Linked DNA regions of Sus scrofa: region 1 is linked to region 2. A link is a contact called in public HiChIP or PLAC-seq data. All regions are on one chromosome and are shown on one strand. Each heading gives the region's core, a stretch centred on a gene start, on an enhancer-like site or on the middle of the called end of the contact. The rest is flanking DNA. Distances are from core to core; before and after follow the strand shown. Region 1 overlaps DIP2C (disco-interacting protein 2 homolog C). Region 2 overlaps DIP2C (disco-interacting protein 2 homolog C).

Region 1 (5,846 bases), core at 2,662-5,161, 130 kb before region 2:
AAATTATTGTGAAATTCCAATAATGGACAATACTATCTTAAACAACACAAAAAGCATTACTATTTATTGATATTTAACGCGTACCCTAGACGGTTTATTTGTGTCTGAGTTAAACGGCATCTGTGGATCACGTGACCAACCAAGGCCTTCCAAACTCACGGCCCTGTACCCGCACGGCATCTGCAGACAGACGCCCACCGTCAGCCGCCTCACAGACCAGAGGACCGTGACCCGCTCCCCCCTCCGGAGCCTTACCTGACCGATAGCGCTCATCTCGTGACCCTGAGGACCTCCGACGGTGATAGCGAGAGGAAGAGGAGGGAGTAACGGGAGCCCGGCGCTCTGGAGGCAAAGCTTGATCCACCCCTGGGTTAAGGGAAAGAGCAAAGCGAGGTGAGGTTTACAGGCACCTGCAGTTATTCTCCTGTGTGAAGAATCAGCCCTGACGTTCTGCTCCCCACAGCCAAGCTGGAGCCCCCGAGTGGCCACCATGCCCTTACCAACACCCGCCCGAGCTCCTGCATGCCACAAACTGTGTTACGTCATGTGAGGGAGGCAGAGTGAGCCACAAGCAACAGTTTTTAAGATCACATTCACCATCAGATTCACAGTAACGGTAAAATAATCTTTCAGGATCGTTTCACAACCTAATCCAGGCACCCAGGATTGGGCATAAACTTTCCCCTTTGCTCATTCAAAACTTCAAACTCTCTGGGATCTTCCTCTACATGATGCTAAATAATGGAACAAACTGTATTTCAATACGGCTTTGAAGAATTTCCAAAACTGCTAACATGATCAGATAAAAAGGACTCCGTAACAGTGCCAAAAGGTGACCAAACTCTGGCAATCACGGTACCTACCCAGAACTGGAGCAGCCAGAGAAAACTAGGTAGAACTAGACAGAACTGGGTAGTGCAGGAAAACTTCATAATGACAGCTGAGAAATAAAGTTATTCTGAGCACTGAACATTACACATTAATTGTTGCATATTCAGAAAAGGGACAGGAGTTCCCGTCATGGCTCAGTGGTTAATGAATACAACTAGGAACCATGAGGTTGCAGGTCTGATCCCTGGCCTTGCTCAGTGGGTTAAGGATCCAGCGTTGCCATGAGCTGTGGTGTAGGTTGCAGGCATGGCTCGGATTCTGTGTTGCTGGGGCTCTGGCGCAGGCCGGTGGCTACAGCTCCGATTCGACCCCTAGCCTGGGAACCTCCATATGCTGTGGGAGTGGCCCAAGAAATGGCAAAAAGACAAAAAAAAGGGGGGGGGGCAGTAATGCTTGACAGAAAGCAAACCAGAGGTAGCAATTTCAACCAAACAGTCTAGCCCATGGGTTTCCCATGGTGACTCCACAAGAGCCAGCTCTTCATCCCTGAGGCTTTGCAGCCTCTTATGCTGGCCACCCTGCCCTCCCTCTTGAAAGGCTTGTGGGCTCCACACACCAGGGGCTCGATGCTAGAACTGGCAGGAGACACCTACAGCTGCCCTGCGTGAGGTTCCAGGAGTCCTTCACCCGGCAGGCACGTTTACACTGTTAGCTAATGGTTCTTGTCATGAACTCCTCCCAGCTCCAAGGCTCTTCCAGGACTGCTTACAAATGATCTTTGAAAAAATGGCTTTGTATTTTTATCAAACAAATGACAGAGTTTATGAAATCAAAGAGGACTTTTAAGCCTTGTCATGAAAACAGTAGTTACTTGGTATTTACATTCATGTTTATAAACTGGACCTTAGAATTTTAAGTAAAATTATTTGTAAATCAAGCATTTTAAAAATTTATCTGTATAAATACATTTAAGAATTATTTTTATTCATTGCCGTTCATGTCAATTATTGATGAGAAGTTACATTATTAAATTTTATTCCAATGCTATAAACTTAACGTCAAATCTTTTTTTTCTGTCGACTTTGATAACTTTTTCTTTATTCCCACTGAAGAAGCCGCAAGCAAGCGCTTCTTCCTGTGGCTGGGGCATCACCAGATCTATTGCCAGTAGGTCTTTTATCTGAGCTCTTCCATCTGCCCAGATAAGAGACCTCTGGTCTTCTGTTGGTCACTGGAGCTGCTCTCACTCTCCAGCAGCTCTGCTCTGACTTAGTGCCTCTGGGTGCAGCACTGCCTGGTGTCCCTGACTCTGGAGGCTCTTTGTTCCATTTCTCCAGGGAGCAAACCTCCTGGGGAGGGAAGAGGATGTGACGCACCTACTTCCTAGATGCCAGGCCCTCCCCGCTCCCTTGTGGTTTCGTCAGCACCTTCATCTGCTGTCTTCCTCCCTTTGGTTAATGAGGTGCCTCCAGCCACCTACCTGACACAGTGTAAACACACACCGCCCTTCGTCCCGCTTTCCTGCCCTGGGGGACTTACACCTTTTATTTGTGAGGTGAATGCACACCTTCGAGCTGCCAAGCATGAAGAATGCACGATACACACCCGCACGTTTAGCTTTCAGTCTCGTTGTGTTACCCAGCTTTCAAATGTGCTACCTGGAGTTGAGGTCGACTTAACCCCCTTCCAGGTCCCCAGGTGGCCACCTACTTCCTCTGGAAGTACTGGCATTCAGCATATGCATACACAGGCAGCTCTGTGGAGGTGCAGGCTCACGCTCACTTGTTACAGACCCTACACATCTGCCTTCAGAAAGCGTTTGCATTCAAACATCACGAACATTTACTCTCACGGACTGAAAAATAGAATATACAACCCAAGTTTTAAAAAATCTTAAAAAGAAATAAGTAAATTTAGCAAAAGGAGAAACAGATTACAGCAACAGGACATTAGAAGAGACTAAAATACAAGCGTGCATATTTCAACCACTAGTTTTTATCTGACCTCACTGTGAATGGAGTTTTAGGTGCCTTAAAGGTATGTTCTGGCAAGCAAAATCCATCTGTCAAATATGCAACCTCAAACGTGAATGACCTGGTACCACAGGAGAACCCGGGGTGGGAACCAAAATAAGGTCCTGCACACGCTCCACCCATCGTAAGAGGAGCTGGGCACCTGCTGCTGCTGGAAGGGGCGCCTTCCTGGGAAGGCTCATCGCGAGTCGTCACATGAACACAAAACGACCACGCAATACTCAGCACAGCTGAGGCCTCCCTTGCAGCACGACTGAAAAGCAGCTCTCCAGAAACCCAGAGCACACGTGACAGAGTGGGTGGGCCGGGTTAAGAGCAGTCACGGGGAAGGCGAGGCTCCCAAGGAAGGCGCGTTCCTGTCCGAAACACAAAGAGCAAGGGGGATAAGCACGAATTCTCCTCGGGCTGAAACACGACCGAGACCAAGACCAGACTCTTCTCCACAAACATCCATTAAGCACCACGAGCTTCACACCCCACGGGGATTGAGAAATGCACTGGGGACACTGCCACGCGCTAGAGCTGGAGCCCCTACTGGCTGCCATTGCCGTCTGTGACCCTGGGCCTCAGTTTCCCATCTTCAGGCAGGACTGATAAGAACAGCCAACGCGTTACAACACTGGTACCAGCACTTTCCTTCATTCATTTATTAGCATAACCATGTGAGACAGGTTTCTGCCATTTCATTGAGAGAAAACGCTGGTCCAGAACTGGGTTTGAACTCGGGCCATCTGAGCCACTTAGTGCTCCTCCACTTGTGATGGGCACCCCTCCTGGAGGCCACTTAGAGTCCAAGCAGAGGCCAGGCCCTGGAGGCGAGGCCACCTGCCACACTCAGTGCTGCACTCCCGGTGCAAGGATTCCGTGTCACATGGACCAAGGTCTGAACCTGGGAAGGGGTATTTTTGTGATGCCAGCACAAAACTACTTTCAACAGCAACCAGGTAAGGAGAGAGGGAAACGGCTACCATCTCAGACCACTGGTGGAACAGACTCAGAGCAGCTGGAGCTGCTGGACCATGTGGCACAAGCTGTGACACAGGCAAGAGCCCAGATAAGGCCATGGCTGACGGCCAGTCTCCCTCCCGCGGAGCGCGGCCCTGGGCTCATAGGAGGGTGCAGGAAGCACTGCTGAAGCAGCGAGTGAAACTTTCAAGGCCTGTGTGAAGGGCTGCCACAGGTCAGTTTACAGACGACAGCCTCAGTGCTTCCTCTGGAAAGGCAACAGGACCGTAAGCAAAAATCCTTCTGGGAGGAAGGAGACCAGAGGCGCACAAGAGGAAAAGAGGAAACAAAAGGACAGCAAAGGAGAGAGGAAAACACAGCTCGCCCTGCGGCTGAGCGCATAGCTTCCCGGAATGCCACACTTCTGCACGGGGCACCGCACCTCGCCACGCCCTCACCCTCCGCTTTACCCTCAAGCTAAGAAAAGCCACCAGGCTTCGTGCTCAGCCGTGCCCAGGCCCCTTCACAATCAGATGCCACCTGCTGCTCCGGGCGCCCTCTCTGCCACCAGGACCACCACAGCCCCGGAATTCCAGTCTCTGACTGGCCATGTCTCCGCACCCTGTAGCCCATGGAACACAGCTGCAAATGCACTCCCCCCCTCCCCCGCCCGGGAGCATCAGCCGCTGTCCACCACACCCCTTCCTCTGCAGACACCCCCACTCGTGCCTCCAGGTTCAGACAGAAGCAGTCAGGCTTCCCCAGTGTTCACCCTGTCCTACCAGCTCTTACTCCTCCAAACACTTTCCCCTCCAGATACGAAAACTTTGTTTAAGCCCAAGGGAGAGACAGCAAAGAAATAAGCCGTGTTTATTAGAACTTCAGTTACTTCCAACACATGTCTGAGGAAGGCTCCCCCCAAAAAATTCCTAGCAATACAGTTCTGGCACCTAATCAATCCATCAATCTTCAGATTATTAAATTAAGGCAGTCATTTCATTAATGCTATGGTAAACGAAGCCCTAGAAATCACAACGCCCCTCCGATTAACCTAAGCATGAGGCCCCGGGGCTGGCGCATCACTCTGACCCCACGGCGCACGGCAGGCCCAGACATCCGCGACGCTGACATGGGAGATGCGCGGCGTCACACGTGCTAGAAAAAGCCAGTATTTCTAAATTCAGACGGCAAGAGAAATACACTGAAAACCTTCACTCTTAACATATTTTAAAAGAAATCATGAAGGATATATAACAGATAACCTGAGTAAAACTGTACCTAAGATTTAAAACAAAGGTCTTGGCCCAAATTCTGGTCTTATTTTTTCTAATTGTGGAACGAGGCAAATCAGTCAACCTCTGAACCTCCGTCGCCACGTATGCCGGGTGCAGACACGGACACAGCAACACGCGAGTGACCTTGACTCCCAGGACCCTCACTGTAACTCAGGTCCCTCTGCCTGTCCCCTGCACACAGCATTCTGCGGATCTCGGCGTCCAAGACCTCGCCACGCGCCAAAGGCCCTCATATAAGTAAAAACATGCTTACGTGATTGGTAAAACTGCCAAGGGCTTTTTTCGTATTTCCAGGTTGTACAAAATTTTTCAATCATCCCATTCTCTTCTAGTACCTAATTACACTCTCCTTCACACAGCAGGCCTTCTTTCTAAAATAAGTGTGAGCAAGGACTTGGCCAGTAAATAAACAGTACACCTGCAGCACAGAGCAGCCCCGGCACAGCTACTGACCCCACTGGCCTGACTCTCACATTCCTCCCGCTCTTGCCTCTACCTCACCCTCCAGCAGCTAAAGCCTTGCCATAAATCAGTCTAAATGCACTAACCACTTCCCTGCTCATGTCTGAGTCTGCTCAGGGCCTCGTGTCTAGAAAGGTCTATGGCTTGGGGCTCAGGCTTCCTCGAGTGCCCGGCACACCGTCACGTGTTCGTGTCTCACTCCCACACCCCAACACCCAGCTTTGTTTAGCAGGCAAGAGAGGTTCAGAGACAATGAGAGTATGTGGTCAGGATCAGGGCC
Region 2 (5,431 bases), core at 1,475-3,974:
CGACGGAGGCCCTGGTCTAAATACACAAGCTGTACTTGTGCAAGGCTGGTCTGGAGGCAAATGTGCAGCGGAAACTAGAAACCGTGCAACTTCTTTACCCTCACTTCTTTACCCTTTGAACTTGACTGTGAGGCTGTCCTGAATCAAGCCTCACGTGTCTGAAGTGCGATGTGTTTGACTTCACTGTTCACCTCTGTTTGCAGTACTGACCCCTCGACGACTAACCACAGTCCACCGAGACTTGCCAGGCATGTGACCAGGCACAAACCAGCAATGACGACGCACTAAAAATGCCTTCTCGAGCGTTTCTATCATGCTGACACGGTCCTAACCAAACGAGGAGGCTCGGGGTCTACACAGGGCCCAGCCAAGCCCCCTCCGTCCCCCGTCCAAACCCAAGAACCGGCAGGGGAGTCGCTGAACCCACACCCACAGCGGCTCACAGCCCCCGAGGCTGCGCCCCCTCCTCAAGAGCACATCGTCCACTGGACCCTCCGAGTTTTGAGTTTCATTTGTGAAAGGCCCCCACCCTACGGTGAAAAAGCAACCACTCCCCGCCAGCCCCCGGGGCACCCCTGGGCCTGCATCCCGGGGCTGCAGCGGAAGGACCCTCGCCCGCCTCACGCCCGGGGGCTGCGGGCCTGGGAAGCGCGCCTGCGGGAGTGAAGCACGTGGAGGCCAAGTCCCAGGCCTCGTTTGCTCCGTCCCGATCCCTAAAGGGTCTCTTCGGCAGGAACGCCTTCTACGTGCGGAAGTCAGACCTGCCCGTCGCAGCCTCAGCAGGTAGGACTCTGAGCCCCCAGCCCCAGCCCCCGGGCTCCATCCTGGGTTCGGGGGATCCCTGCAGCCAACCCCAGCCCCCTCCCCTCTGGATCTGGAGTTCCCGCTAATCAGGACGAGGGTTCTGCTGCCTAAGGATTCCGCCAAACCCCCTAAAGAAGAACGTTCGTAAGCTCAGAACCAGACCCATCCCCAACCCTGGGAGACGCGCGCGGCCACACGCAGGGACCCCTGACTTGTCGTCCCAGTCAGCCGCACCCGGGCAGAAGCCGGAAGAGCTTTATCGCGGAACCAGGTGAGAGGCTGAGGGCTGCTTCCAGCCGCTGACAGGCAACCAGAAGACACCAGGCACCCAAACCACCACCTTCCAGACTCGGGGACATGTGGAGCCACGACCACACCTCCACACACACGTGCCAGAGGGGACCTGCCCAGGGCCAGGCCGGGCACGGAGCAGGCCTACGGCGTCCCACACACTCTGACTGGCTCCTCTACCCCAGGGAAGAGGGCACGCGGCCTAAGACCGCCGGCTCTGGAGCCGGGCTGTGCTCCAGGCGGCCGTGAAGATGCCAGCAGCCGAGCCGACCTGCCGCTGGCTCGTCGACTTGGATGCTCGGCTCGGGGACACGGCGGGTCTCCACCTCGAACCTGTCTGACCACCTGACCCAGGAAAGCAGGCACTTGTTCCCCGAGCTGAGACGGAAGCCTAGACAGGATCACTGCGAAGACACGCCTGAGAGTGGGTGACCCCAGAACCGGCCAGCCGGAGACGGAGCGCATTCCACCACGCACGCGTCTGCGATGGCGCGAGGCCGTCTGCACAGCGCTGCCGTCTTCAGCAGAGACGGGGGAGGCTCGGGCCCGAGTGACGCCTGCGGCCCTCGCCATCCAAGAGAGCCTGAGCACCCTGCAGGCTCCGGGTCAGTGAGCCCCCAGCCGCCCTCGCTGAGACGCAGGAGCCCGCAGCGACGCAGGGACCCTCACGCAGTCCCAGGGTGAGTCCCGCGGGGGCTGGGCTCACAAACAGCCCCCAGTGCCCCGCAGGAAGGAACACAAGCGCTCACCCGCAGAGCTGACAGGCCTCCCTCCCCTGACCGGAGGGAGACGCCCTCCACCCCCGAATCTCCACCCTGAGTCTGCACGCTGAGAGCCGACTCTCCGCAGGTGCGGCTCCGCGCCTCCCGCTGCGTGTTCTCCTGCGAACGCCACAGAGGGCTCCGCCTGCGGAAGACGCGGGAGAAGCCCGCCCGCATCATTCCCTACGGTCATCCTCACACGGACAATTGGCTACCCCACGGCGCAGCGCCACAGCAAGAGGGTGATTAACCTGTTCCCCTAAACCCTAACGCCTTCCAACCAGAAAGCCGAGGCGCGAGCCTTGCGCGAAACTCCTCCCCTCCCCCTTTGCTGTCTGAGTCACAGCACCGAAGCGACAGTGCATCACGCAAGGGAAGGGTGAGACACCCGGCTGTCCTGACTCACGGCTCTCAATTTGTTGGAGAACAGCTAAAAATATGGAGCCAATAACGACCGGAACCCATGCAACAGCCTCCCCGCACCCCGAGCTCCGTCCAAGCACCTCCGCAGCCTCCTCACTGAGCTCTCCTCCGGGCAAAAGGCGAGTCTGTCCCCCATGGGAGGGGGCTGGAGGGGGGGCCAGAGGGAGGACCCGGAAGAGACTAAAACAACCAAAGGTGTTCACACCTACAGCTCAGCAGATAAAATGATGTGGTGTTTCTTCCAAGAACTGCTCATTCCGGCATCTGAGTTATGTGTCTGCCAGACAGAAGGGCTGGCGCCCTGTGGCCCGGGGACAGCGGGAGGAAAGTCAAGGCCAAATGGTTCCCCGGGTTTAGTTCTTGACCAGGCCGGGCCAGGCAAGCAGCCACATCAGGGTCCACCGTGGACGGCCCGTATTCCCACTTCTTTTAATCATTACCACTGTTTCCAGCTCATGATCACTGGAAGGGACTTAACAGCAGCTAATTAAGGCCACTGCACCATCCGCTACACAGTCACAAGGACACACATTCCCACTGAAAGTGGACTTTATCCCAGGAACTGGGGCCTGGAAACGGAGTCCGGCGGGCTCTTCCTCCCGCTCCCTCGGGCCACCAGCCCTGGAGGGGGGGGCCGGCCCCTCACTCTGTGACGCGTCTGGGTCTGACCTTGGCCTCCAGCCCCTGCCTTCCTCCAGCCTAAGACACACAGGGACTTTTCTCAACAGATGGCCAGGAAGCCTGGGTGTTCCAAACCAGTGGCTGCAACCCGAGTCGTCCAGCCCACGGCACTCTGACAACTACTGAGACCAGGAAAGCTGCTCAGCAACTGATTCCAGGAACGCTCACTTCAAAGGCACAAAGGTCTGAGTTCAAAGCAGCGACTGCACATCTTACGCGCATGATGCGGCGACTGCAGGAACCAGTGCTGAGCCTCACCTGTGTGCACGATGCGCGATTGACATAGCAGGGAAGCGCCGTTCTCCCCCAATGTGGACGGCGGGACCCGCCACCGTGTTCCTGGAAACTCCCCAAGACCAAGACGGGGCGCGGCCAGGGGCGAACCGTACTGCCCGCCGCCCCCGTGAAGCCCCTGACGTCAACAGGCAGCGAGGAGAGCAGCTCGGGGCGGCGGGCCGCTGTCGTGGGCGCCACCAGCCTTCCGTCCAGGCGCCCTCCTCTGCCCCCCGCCAGCCAGCAGCGCTTCCAAGAAGACAGAAACGTGCCAGGTCTGCTCGGTCGGAACAGAAGCCAGCGGTCACGTGGGGGAAGTGTGACTCCAGGACAGGACTTCCAATTAATAAACGTCTTCAACTGCATTTCACTCAATTCACGTAATTAAAAGCTGTGGCTACTGGCTGCCAGAGTGCACATCGGAGGCTGAGGGGGGAATGCGCCCCGAAGCTCCTGACCCGTGATCAGAAAATCACCTCGGTAACCTGGACAAGAGGGACCGTGGAAAGAACTTGGTCTCCGGAGCCAGACGGACCCGGCCGTGACCCCCAGCGCTAGATGGGTGACCGCCAGCATCTGCCTTCTCCGCCAAAAGAGGCGATAACGCCCACCTGGACAGGTGGCAGAACAGAGATGAGAGGCTGGCCCAGACGGCCCAGTGTCCCTCAGGAAAGCGGGCTCTCCCGCAGAGGGGTCCCCTCCAGGAAAGGGGAGCACAGGGTCAGAGCTGCCGCTGGGCTCCTTCCGCCAGCATCCAGGGACAACAATAGACATTGCGTGTGTGCCATCTGCTCCGTCCTTCAGGAGAAATCACCAGCACAGCCATTAAAAAGGAGACCTCGAGTGGCATGTGTCTCTGATCTGACCCCCAGGACCACACGGCCACCTGCGGGGCCTGGAGACTCGCGGGTATCCTCGTAGGGCCGGTCATGTGTGACGGAGAACAGGTCCCTGGGCTGAGGGTCTGTCTCCTCAGGCACGTTTAACTCACTGAGCGATCAGTGAAGCATCAAGGTCACCTACCCACAACCACAGAGGGAAGTAAGGGCACCATGTCACCAAACGTCCATTCTCCAAGACATGCCTCCTGCCCTCACGCACACGTTCATAAAATGTCCATTTACTGGGGATGCTGCGAGAGGCAGCTGAGAGCCGCCGTCCCCGGCTCGCGCTCCCGCTGGAACCCTGGACCCACCTGGACCATCACCGACAGCTTTTACCTGTGGAGCAAACATCCACTTGGCAGAGTTCCTGGTTTAGGGTTGAAAATCCGTGCCATGCACCAGGGTACACCACCCTCCAAACGGCAGGGGTGTGCCTCACATCCCATCACCCAAAAAGGCTCTTGGAAGGAAACCTACCAAATGCCACCACGTGCTCTCCTTCCAGGCTCATTACTTTCTGTCACCGGTGGAGGCACAGCTCCACACAGTTTCATGGCCACATGAAAGGCGCAGGGTCAAGGGGACGCAGCTCCGGGTGGAGCTCCTGCAGCGCCAGCGTTCTCTTCTTCCGGGGCATCCCGAAGGCTGCCAAGAAACGGCGCGGGCCCGTCTCCCTCCTCAGTCACGTCCCCCACCACTCTGTCTGCCCCCCAGTTACAGGCTTTCATGGGGGAAAAACGGTTCTTTTTACGTTGGTTTCAAACCAGTATGGCATTTCCAACAATTTTATCAATTAAATGATCAACGAGCAGCTTGTAATCTGGATCAAAATCTGATGCAACGCTCACAAGTAACTTGAGCCACAGTGATAGCTCCTATTTACATTACAGGTGAAAACCTGACCTCCTCTCCGTAGAGCAGTCACGGAACCACTTTCGTACCCAAACCAGCTCTTCGAGCCATAAGAGCATGTTCAGTCAATTACTTTGCTTCCCTTACAAAAGATTTTTTCCTTTTCCAGCGTGGACTTTGAAACCTGTGGCCATGGGAGGAAATGCCCTAAGTCCATACTCCTGAGTCGGCCTGAGTCCCTCCTCCTCAGACCAGAGCACCGTGAGGCCCCCCTGAGCATCCTGGTGGCGAGCCCCCCCATCAGAGGAAAGCAGCACGGAAGCCACACACTGGACCAGGGACAAGCCTGGAAGCAAGCTGGAGGCACAGAAACAACCTCCCCCTGTGCCACCCACGCAGATGCCCCTCGGGGTGGCTCTGGGATTGGGGGGGGTCACACATGTTAAGGGGGCGGTGCTGAGC

The links. HiChIP or PLAC-seq counts read pairs in DNA pulled down with a chosen protein or histone mark.
Region 1: a contact with region 2 is called in an H3K27ac HiChIP or PLAC-seq map of skeletal muscle. The contact joins two enhancer-like sites. A contact is called at or near these places in 1 of 47 Hi-C or Micro-C datasets (brain) and 1 of 2 datasets of contacts at active chromatin or transcription factors (skeletal muscle).

What each region holds. Positions count from the first base shown.
Region 1 is chr10:68,964,941-68,970,786 of Sscrofa11.1, reverse strand. It overlaps DIP2C (disco-interacting protein 2 homolog C), which reads right to left. Exons shown (of 36, transcript XM_021065075.1): 3 at 256-366. Among named protein-coding and RNA genes, the nearest start is that of DIP2C, 200 kb to the right of the region's middle. Within about 2 kb of position 3,911, at least 17 of the 83 cell types and tissues checked have an H3K27ac peak or open chromatin away from gene starts, as enhancers often do. A contact at or near this core is called in skeletal muscle, where this site is marked.
Region 2 is chr10:68,830,179-68,835,609 of Sscrofa11.1, reverse strand. The region is part of intron 1 of DIP2C (disco-interacting protein 2 homolog C); the gene reads right to left. It also overlaps the pseudogene LOC110255732. Among named protein-coding and RNA genes, the nearest start is that of DIP2C, 63 kb to the right of the region's middle. Within about 2 kb of position 2,724, at least 9 of the 83 cell types and tissues checked have an H3K27ac peak or open chromatin away from gene starts, as enhancers often do. A contact at or near this core is called in skeletal muscle, where this site is marked.